2 separate regions of the Sus scrofa genome follow, and region 1 is linked to region 2. Evidence: chromatin contacts called from public HiChIP or PLAC-seq data. All regions are on one chromosome and are shown on one strand. The core of a region is the stretch at or near the end of the contact, and the rest is flanking DNA. Distances in the headings are between cores, read along the strand shown.

Evidence for each region. HiChIP or PLAC-seq counts read pairs in DNA pulled down with a chosen protein or histone mark.
Region 1: an H3K27ac HiChIP or PLAC-seq map of alveolar macrophages shows a contact between it and region 2. The contact joins two enhancer-like sites. A contact is called at or near these places in 1 of 5 promoter capture datasets (liver) and 1 of 2 datasets of contacts at active chromatin or transcription factors (alveolar macrophages).

Annotation. Positions count from the first base shown.
Region 1 is chr7:49,031,764-49,036,385 of Sscrofa11.1, reverse strand. It overlaps ZFAND6 (AN1-type zinc finger protein 6), which reads right to left. Exons shown (of 6, transcript XM_021098857.1): 6 at 1,675-2,597. The coding sequence ends at 2,449. Among named protein-coding and RNA genes, the nearest start is that of FAH, 14 kb to the left of the region's middle. Within about 2 kb of position 3,180, at least 1 of the 83 cell types and tissues checked has an H3K27ac peak or open chromatin away from gene starts, as enhancers often do. A contact at or near this core is called in alveolar macrophages, where this site is marked.
Region 2 is chr7:48,836,841-48,841,355 of Sscrofa11.1, reverse strand. The region is part of intron 2 of LOC102167410 (5-formyltetrahydrofolate cyclo-ligase); the gene reads left to right. Among named protein-coding and RNA genes, the nearest start is that of BCL2A1, 59 kb to the left of the region's middle. Within about 2 kb of position 1,440, at least 1 of the 83 cell types and tissues checked has an H3K27ac peak or open chromatin away from gene starts, as enhancers often do. A contact at or near this core is called in alveolar macrophages, where this site is marked.

The DNA of each region.
Region 1 (4,622 bases), core at 1,931-4,430, 190 kb before region 2:
TTGGCTTTTCACTTGCTTTTTTTCTTTTTGCAGCCACAGCTGTGGCATGTGGAATTTCCCTGGCCTGCAACTTGTGGCAACACTGGATCCTTATCCCACCGAGTGAGGCCAGGGATCGAACCCGAACCCTCACAGAGACAATGTCGGGACTTTAACCCACTGAACCACAACAGGAACTCTCAGAATTTGTTCTTTTTTTTCTTTTTTGTCTTTTTGCTATTTCTTGGGCCACTCCCGCGGCATATGGAGGTTCCCAGGCTAGGGGTCCAATCGGAGCTGTAGCCACCAGCCTACGCCAGAGCCACAGCAACGCAGGATCCGAGCCGTGTCTGCAACCTACACCACAGCTCATGGCAACGCCGGATCGTTAACCCACTGAGCAAGGGCAGGGACCGAACCCGCAACCTCATGGTTCCTAGTCGGATTCGTTAACCACTGCGCCACGACGGGAACTCCTCTTCTGGTTTTCTAGTTGTCGTTGCTGTAAAGAAATGCAACTGACTTCTGAGAATTAATGATATACCTACCTACCTAACGAAGTCGTGTATTTCTGGTACTTTCTCTTTAGATAAGTTTAGGTTTTCTTGAAAAATGAACACGTAATGTACAAATAATGAGTGTTTCCTCCTTTCTATTCCTTGACTTCCTCCTTCCTTGACTTACTCTATTGGCTAGAATCTCCAACACAATTTTGAATGTAAGTAGTGAGAGTGGAAAACTAGCCCTTTATTTCTGACTTGAAAGAGAATGGATTTTCCTCATTTTGGAAGATGCTTGGTTTTTATTTGTTTTTCTTTTTAGGGCCACACTTGCAACATATGGAAGTTTCCAGGCTATGGGGGGAATCAGAGCTGCAGCTGTGACCTATGCTGCAGCTTGCTGAAACTGCAGATCCTTAACCCACTGAGTGAGGCCAGGGATTGAAGTCCCTTCCTCATGAATATGAGTCGGGTTTTTAACCTGTTGAGTCACAACGGGAACTCTCCGTTTGGTTTTACATAGAAACTATCGCCTTAAAGGAAATTCCTTTCTAGTCCTAATTTATCAAGAGTTTATCTTGAATGGGTGTTAAATTCTATTAAATACTTTAACTGGATCTATTGGGATAATCATTATAGTTTTTCTCTTATTTACAGATTTTAATGCTAAACATCATTACATACAAAGACTATACATACTAAGAATATACAAGTAGTAAATAAACAGCAATCTATATTGTAAAATATTATTTTAAATCTGCTTTACATATTTCACATTTTTTTTTAAAAGGCCAGCTGCCAGGTTAAGTTTGAAAGCCACAGGACAAATGGTCTTTTGGAGGTCTTTCTACTCCGCAATTTTCCAACTGCCAAGTCTGAGTTATGTTCTTTCAGTTTCTCTAATCTAACCAGAAAAAAACAAAACAAAACTTCTACTAGATGCTAATTCAGTGTGACAAAGTGCAGAACAGAGAATCAGATAAGAACTAGAAAATGTGACATCTGAGTGATAGAAAAGTTCTTGGCTTTAAAGAAATGCTGACATCTTCAACTCACAGAAATTTAAGACTACATTTATCATCAAAAGATCAGCCACAAATAGATGTGAGTCTGTCTCAAAACACTAGTAAAATAGAAAACTAAAGGACCAAAATGAACTACCAGAAAGAGTAACAGAGAAAAAGTAATACAAGGGAACATTATATTTTTCCTTTTTATTTAATCAAAGACTGGTGGATAAACATAAATACAGCACAATTACTTCAGATCATTCTTCATATTGTATACACACAGACCGATGAACGTAACCTGAAAGAAACCTGCAGTCAGCAATGAAATGCATACAGCTTTTCCTTCCCTCGCTCAAAAAAATTAAAAACACACAAACTTGGAATCTCATCAGCACACACTCTCTTGTGACAAATGATTCCGACATAAATAGTGGGTGCAAAGAAACTATATGCTAACATATGTATAACCTTTGTTAATGAAAAACAGAAGCAGCCATAATGATTAAGATACATTCAGTTACTGATAACTAGTTGTACCCTAAAGGGTATTATCAAAAGAGAAATCGTGCTGCAGAGAAAAGCTATATTTACATACACAATGAGAAAATAAACTGCAAGATCAACGCATGCATGTTTAATACTGGAAAAAAATCACAGCCCTCTGAAATTTCTCCACGTTTGTTATAAAAGCCCTCTGCACTCAACTAAAATTAAAATGATCTTAAAAGGATAATACTTGTAAAGTTTACTTAAGTCTTTTCAGCCACAGAAACTGCAATGGAAATAAATGTTCAGAGTCATTTTCAAAACAAAAACAAAAATCTATTCTTCTGATGACATGCATGATTAAAAGGTCTATGCAAGATACATTGCTCTACATTCCCAATGACTAGGAAAAAAAACCTCAAGTCAATTTTTAGTTTGCAGATGGTCAAAGGATTTTGTATTCCAGCAGGAGTTCAAATCTTCTGGATCTTTTCACCAACAACTACTGGATTTTCTTTTCTGATTTTCTCAGCAGCATCAGCTTTGTAATTGTAAGAGCAATTGTGTACATCTGAGTAACGGTGTACACCACAGTAAACATTTCCACACCGGCATTCAAACCCTGAAAGTAGAGTAATACATCTAATATGAGTTGAATGGAAGGTCTAAATATTAAATTCTTTAACATAATTAATGTTAAAAAGATCATGTATTTAGAGCAGCAATCTAAAGAATTATCCTAAACAAACAGAAGAAAAAGAGCAGTTTCACGACGTAATATAATAACACTCTCAAAATTCACTAGCCGATTAGCTTCATTTCTTGTTCCCACCTACAAATACAGGTTTGTTCCAAAACAAGTCATAACCACTTCCCTGAGCTCAAGCTTTTTCACCTGTGACATAGCCACAATTACTTCCTATCAAAATCAGGACTGCTAAATTGAAAATGCGAAGCATTTCTCAAATACTACAATGTGAAAAAAATAAGCATGTTGTCAGAAGGTAATCTTAAGATTTAATTAAGAAAGACGAAACTTCTGACAGAACTGTTAACAAATAAAACAATGTATTAGCTTTCCCTGGTTAACCTCCAATGGAGATGCACACTGTAATCTGGCTGAGTGATTAATAAGAGCATGAGATCTAGTCAGACTGCCTAGGCATGAATCTACTTATTAACGTAGGCAAATTACTTAGCCTACGTGAGCCTCAGTTTCTGCATCTGTAGCTTTAGAATTAGTTACTGTAAGAATTAAATGAGGAAGTAGTAAGTGCTTAACACATAGTAAATATGTAATAAGTGCTATTTTAGGGAAATGCCTAAAGAATTGAACCCAAAAGGGATATAATATATGCAGTATGGCTAGTCTTTAAATAAAACCAGTCCTGCACACTCAAATTCGAATTTTATGGTATGACAGAATTGTGAGAAATTTGATGTAAACTCCCTTTACATTTTTTTATAACTTCAAAAACATACTCTGTAATTTCATAATAATGAATGAAAAATGAAGCCAAGAATAACACTAGACTGACAAGATGGAACAAGATGAAAATTACTATGTCACAGCCTTCTAATCATGAAACCTAAGTTGCTGAGATTTTAAGACAGTACTTGATACTAAATATACACAGAGTTTGAAATGCCTTATTTGTTCATGTTTGTATTCTTTAAAAAAACACATTTGTCAAGGCTTAAGCCAGTCTTTTTTTTTTATATGAATGGTTTTGTTGATTATAAAAATAACACGCATTTATTTTAGAAAATCTGAAAAAAAAATAGGTCATAAAAGAGATTAGATGAAGATGAGCTAAACTACTCTCAAAATACTTAGGGAAAAATATATACATATTTCTTTTTTTTATTACTCAATGAATTTTATTACATTTATAGTTGTACAATGATCACCAGGCATGGGCCAATCTTAAACATCACTGATATCAGACTGTAATTTCCTTTCCTCTTTATCTCCAATCTACTCCTTAAACAGAGAAATTTTCTTAAAACATAATTTTATTCAAAATCTTATCACTTTTCTCAGCTCTTATGACCATTTTTTATACAAAGTATTCAGCACAATGCCTGGCACAGAGTAAACAATAAATGGTAGCTATTTATAAATGCAACAGTTCTCCACCAATTGGCCACAGTACACATCATTAGCCTTATCGCTCTGTCTGTCTGATGGTGGTATCCAACACCCATCTTCACATATTTTGTGCTCTATCTCCCATTTAATGATCCCTAAACATGCCCTATTCTTTCCTTTCTCTGAGCATGTGTTCAAGCTGTTTTTTTTTTTTCTGTCTGAAATGTCCCTATTTCCATCAGTTATGTCCTTCCTCATCTTTTAAGACCCAGCTGAAACATTCTACCTTCATGGTATTTTCTTTGATGAGTCTCTCTGCTCTTCTTCTTCCACATAATTATGCCCATCCTTGAATTCCCAAAGCAATGTGACTCACTTAAATGTACGTTCTTTGCCCAAGCAGTATTGCCAACATTTTTTTCCTCCCTCTCTTAACAATATTATCTAACAGCTCTGTTGTGGTGGTCAACATGTATAGATTACTGCTGTCAGCACAGGGCTATCACCACACATATATGACCTCTCTGAACCCTCCGAACCTATGACTAACTATTT
Region 2 (4,515 bases), core at 191-2,690:
TCTAGAAGTTTCTGAAGTAGATTTAAAGTTATTTTCTTCAAAATTTTGCCTAAAACGAAAATGAAATTTTAGAAAACTCAATTTCATAAGAAACTTGAGTCTTTGAGAACGTGTTTTTCAAAGTGAGATGTCTAAGACCAGGTTTTTAAAGGCTGCTGCTTTTGGGTGGACTGAGTATTTTTCCCAGTTTCCAGCAGATGTCAGTGTTTTACAAATGTATTAGCCTGGGTGGTGGTTTTATCTGCAGTTTCTTGCCTTTCTGTATCCTTTGGTCATTTAATTAGCATACCGGGGATTGTTTGAACTGGAAGGGATTTTGGAGATCATCTAGGTTGATCCTTTCATTTTGCAGATGAAGGAACAGGCCTCGATGGGAAACAACCCAGGTGTCCTTACTTCTAAAACACCCTCCCTCTAAAAGACTGTTAAAGATAGTCACCAAAATCACAGAGAAGAAAATATGTAGAGTCCAACATAGAAGCTATATTTTGGAGAAACGGAAGCAGATACTATTCAGTTTAGGTAGATTAATGTTTTAAAATTGCTTACAAACAAGATGTTAGATTCTTGGATTATAACAATAGTTGCGTGAAATGAACTGAAAGCAATTGTCTTTTGTTACCTGAATGTAGAGTTACTGGATGTGAAATTGACCTTGAATATAATGTCCTGTTCTTCCTACTGTAGATATAACATCAGGACTTGCATATGGCTAATAGGATAACTTCCAGCCTCCTCTCTGCACAGCCTAATTGGTTATGTTGGCGAGAAATAATATAAATCATTCAGTACACCTGTGTCAAAAATATCCTCCAAAAGTTTATAATCTTTCCCAATAAATATACCAAGTAATAAAAAAATATATATATATTTTTTTCCCTGCAAAATGAGGGTAAAGAAACCAGGTGAACCCTAAGGACAGCTTTAGGCCAAGTTATGAAGTGGGCAAAATGCCACTTCCAAGGAAATATCTTTCCTTTATTCAGCTGGCTCCCCCCATCAGTATCTGCCTATGGAAAAGATGTGGCCCATTTAATCTTCACTGCAGAGGTGGGACCTTCCAAGGGTACATATGCTGAGCACCTAGCCCTCTGACACCAGTACTCACTGGATTTTTTTTTTTTTTTTGTCTTTTTGTCTTTTCTAGGGCTGCTCCCGTGGCATATGGAGGTTCCCATGCTAGGGGTCTAATCAGAGCTGTAGCCGCTAGCCTACACCACAGCCACAGCAATGCCAGATCCGAGCCACGTCTGCGACCTACACCACAGCTCACGGCAATGCCAGATCCTTAACCCACTGAGCAAGGCCAGGGATCGAACCCGCAACCTCATGGTTCTTAGTCGGATTCTTTAACCACTGAGCCATGACAGGAAGTCCTACTCACTGGATTTTGGAGAAGTGAGTGCCTTGGTGGATTTATGCGAAGGCAAAGGAAGAAACCATGGGCTGAGTCTTTAAGATAGGATGGGACTTCTGTAAAGTTCAGAGACTCGAACTGTGGGACAAGAGTGTGAAGGCTAGAAAGGGAACTCGTGAGGGCAAGCGGTGAAAAGGGGATTATTTTTAGAGTCTCTGGTCAATGAAAGGCAGGTAAGATTGAGGGTAGATTTGGGCTGATTTGGTTTTAGACTTTCTGAGGTGGAAGTCACAGTATGAGCTGCTTTTCTAAAGATGTATTGTTTTAAAATAATAAGTTGCAAAAATAGTGCAGGGTGGGGCCAGTGTACCCTTTAGCCAGCTTCCCTTGATAATAACCTCTTAGGCAACTGTACCGCCATGTCAAAACCAGGATACTGACCTTGCACCATCTACCAGCCACATTCAGATTTCAGCCGTTTCCAGTCAGCTCATTTATGTGTATGGGTGTGCACATTTCTCTGCATTTTTATCACATCTATAGAGTTGTGGAACCACTGCAGCAATCAAAATGCAGAACAGTTTTATTACTACAAAGAAACTTTTTTGTTTTACCTTTTCTAAAGAGTTTTAAAAACTCTGAAGGAGGAGTTCCCGTCATGGTGCAGTGGTTAACGAATCCAACTAGGAACCATGAAGTTGCGGGTTCGATCCCTGCCCTTGCTCAGTGGGTTAACGATCCGGCGTTGCCATGAGCTGTGGTGTAGGTTGCAGACACAGCTCGGATCCCATGTTGCTGTGGCTCTGGTGAAGCCTGGCTGCTAGAGCTCCAATTAGACCCCTAGCCTGGGAACATCCATATGCCGTGGGAGCGGCCCAAGAAATGGCAAAAAGCCAAAAAAAAAAAAAAAAAAAAAAAAAAAAGCTCTGAAGGAAATCCAGTTTCCTCTTGGATAAGGAGAGATATAACTGTGGTGTCCAGAGTCCAGGGTCTTGTTTGTAGCCCTGAGACTTGGCTGATAAGGGCCCTCTCAGGAGTCCTTCTGATATATTATTGGCAGTATGTGGGAAGAGTAGGCAGTTTTGTAGCAAATTTTGTAAGGAACAAAACTGGTTAACTAAGAATATTCCACGTTGAATTTTTCTTTTTTTTTTTTTCTCTTTTGGCCGTATCCATGGGCATGCAGAGGTCCCCAGGGCCAGGGATTGACCCAAGCCACAGCTTCAACCTAAGCCTCTTCAGTGACAATGTAGGATCCTCCTTACACTTGCCAAGCCACAAGGGAAGTCCATGTAGAGCTGTTGGTTTTTTTTTTTTTTTTTAAATGGCAGAAAAGACCTAGTCACTTTTTTTTTCCCAGCATCCCAGATTCTCTATGATTTCCCTGCATGCCTTTGGAGTTGTGATTTTCCTGAAGGCTCGGCATGGGTTTCCTTCTCTTTCCTCTCAGAGGCCATCAAGGGGTTCCCTGGCTCACCCTGTAGAATTAAGTAGATTTCTTACCATGGCATTGGGCACCCTTCTCAACATGGTCTAAAGGTATCCTTCCAGCCATCTTGCTTTTCCTTCATTCATAAATCCTTCCAAAGAGAACCAATCCCTGGCCCTGAACAGACTCCATGCTTTTCCCCATCCGTGCCTTTGCTCACTGCATTTTTATTCATGACGCTCTGTCCCTGCCTTTCCATCCTGGCCCTTCAAGATCCTACCCATCCTTTCATTGCTTGTACAACAGGCCATCTCCCTGGTGGGCATATCACCCCTTCTCTAATAGAGCACAGCTTCCTTCCTTTTTACTTCTTTCCTTGTTATTTACACTGCCCTGACCCTTATTACAGTTATTTAATTGTGCACACACACACAACTTATTAGGGATATTTCCAGCTGTCTAGGTTGTTAGATCCTAGAGAGTTTGAATAGTTACTTCTCTTGGTGACTTCTCTAGTTCCTTGGACAAAGCCTTCCCTATAGTAATTTATCAGTAGTGGCTGCTTATTATGTTGGTTCCACTGAATTTTGATGGAGCTGCAAATCCTCAGAATCTTTTTTTCTGCTTCCTTTTTCCTTCAAGCTGCTCTAGCAGGTTTTAGGGAACATTCAGGGCTTCAAGAGCAAGTTTCTCCCTTACCAGAGGAAGACTTATTGAAGCAGATAACAAGGGTAGTTGGAGTGAAAAAAGCACTTGGAACTCATTGGAAAAGGACATTATATAAAAATCAGGTACTATTATTTCAAAGTAATAGGTTACTTTATCTCAGGCTTGCAGTAATAGAATTTGTTCGAGATGGCACAAGCCTCGTATTAGCCGAGCTACGAGTCCTCCTAGGCATGGGAGAAGAGAGCAAGCAGAAGAAATATAATGTACCGTGTAATTTTATTTTAGTTAAATGTACTGAACCAGAAAGTTTGCAGGACTTTCAAGTGCTTGTTTAACGTCTTGGTAAAACAAATGGTGGAAGCCTGGGAGAAGTTTCCATTTTGCTAAGCTCTTAAGACTTAGGAATCATGCAGTGCTATAATTATTTAGAATAATGACTTGGAGAGCTCATCTTCTAAAAAGTGAGACAAATGGAAATAGCTCCAGAAGCACCGTATATTTCTGTATCTGAAGAAATTGTTCTTCACTGCTCTCAAGAGTAAACCAGGCTTTTCTTTCTTCATTGCACCCTCCCATGAACCCATGCTGTAGGATGGGCTGTCTGCCAGCCCCAGCGCAGTGGCCCTCAGTGCTTTAGTTTCTTCTTTCATTCCTTTTTTTAAAAAAAATTGTGGTTCAAAAGCATACACTATAAAATTTGCCATCTTAACCCTCTTTAAGTATGTAAGTTCAGTAGTGTTAAGCAGGGTCATATTGTTGTAAACCAGATCTTCAGAACCTTTTCATCTCGCCAAATTGAGACTCAGAATCCACTAAACAACCCTCCTTTCCCCCTCCCACCTGCCTCTGGTAACCACCATTCTGCTTTCTGTTTCTGTGAATTTGACTATTTGCAGATGCCTCATGCAAGTGGAATTGTACAGTATTTGCCTCTTTGTGACTGGCTTAATTTATTGATTCATTGTGTCACACAGATAGACAGGGAATTGTCCTTAAAATTCTCGGAATCACTAAGCTTTGAATCTGAAGAGATCTGGGAAATTGACAGTTTCCATCCATC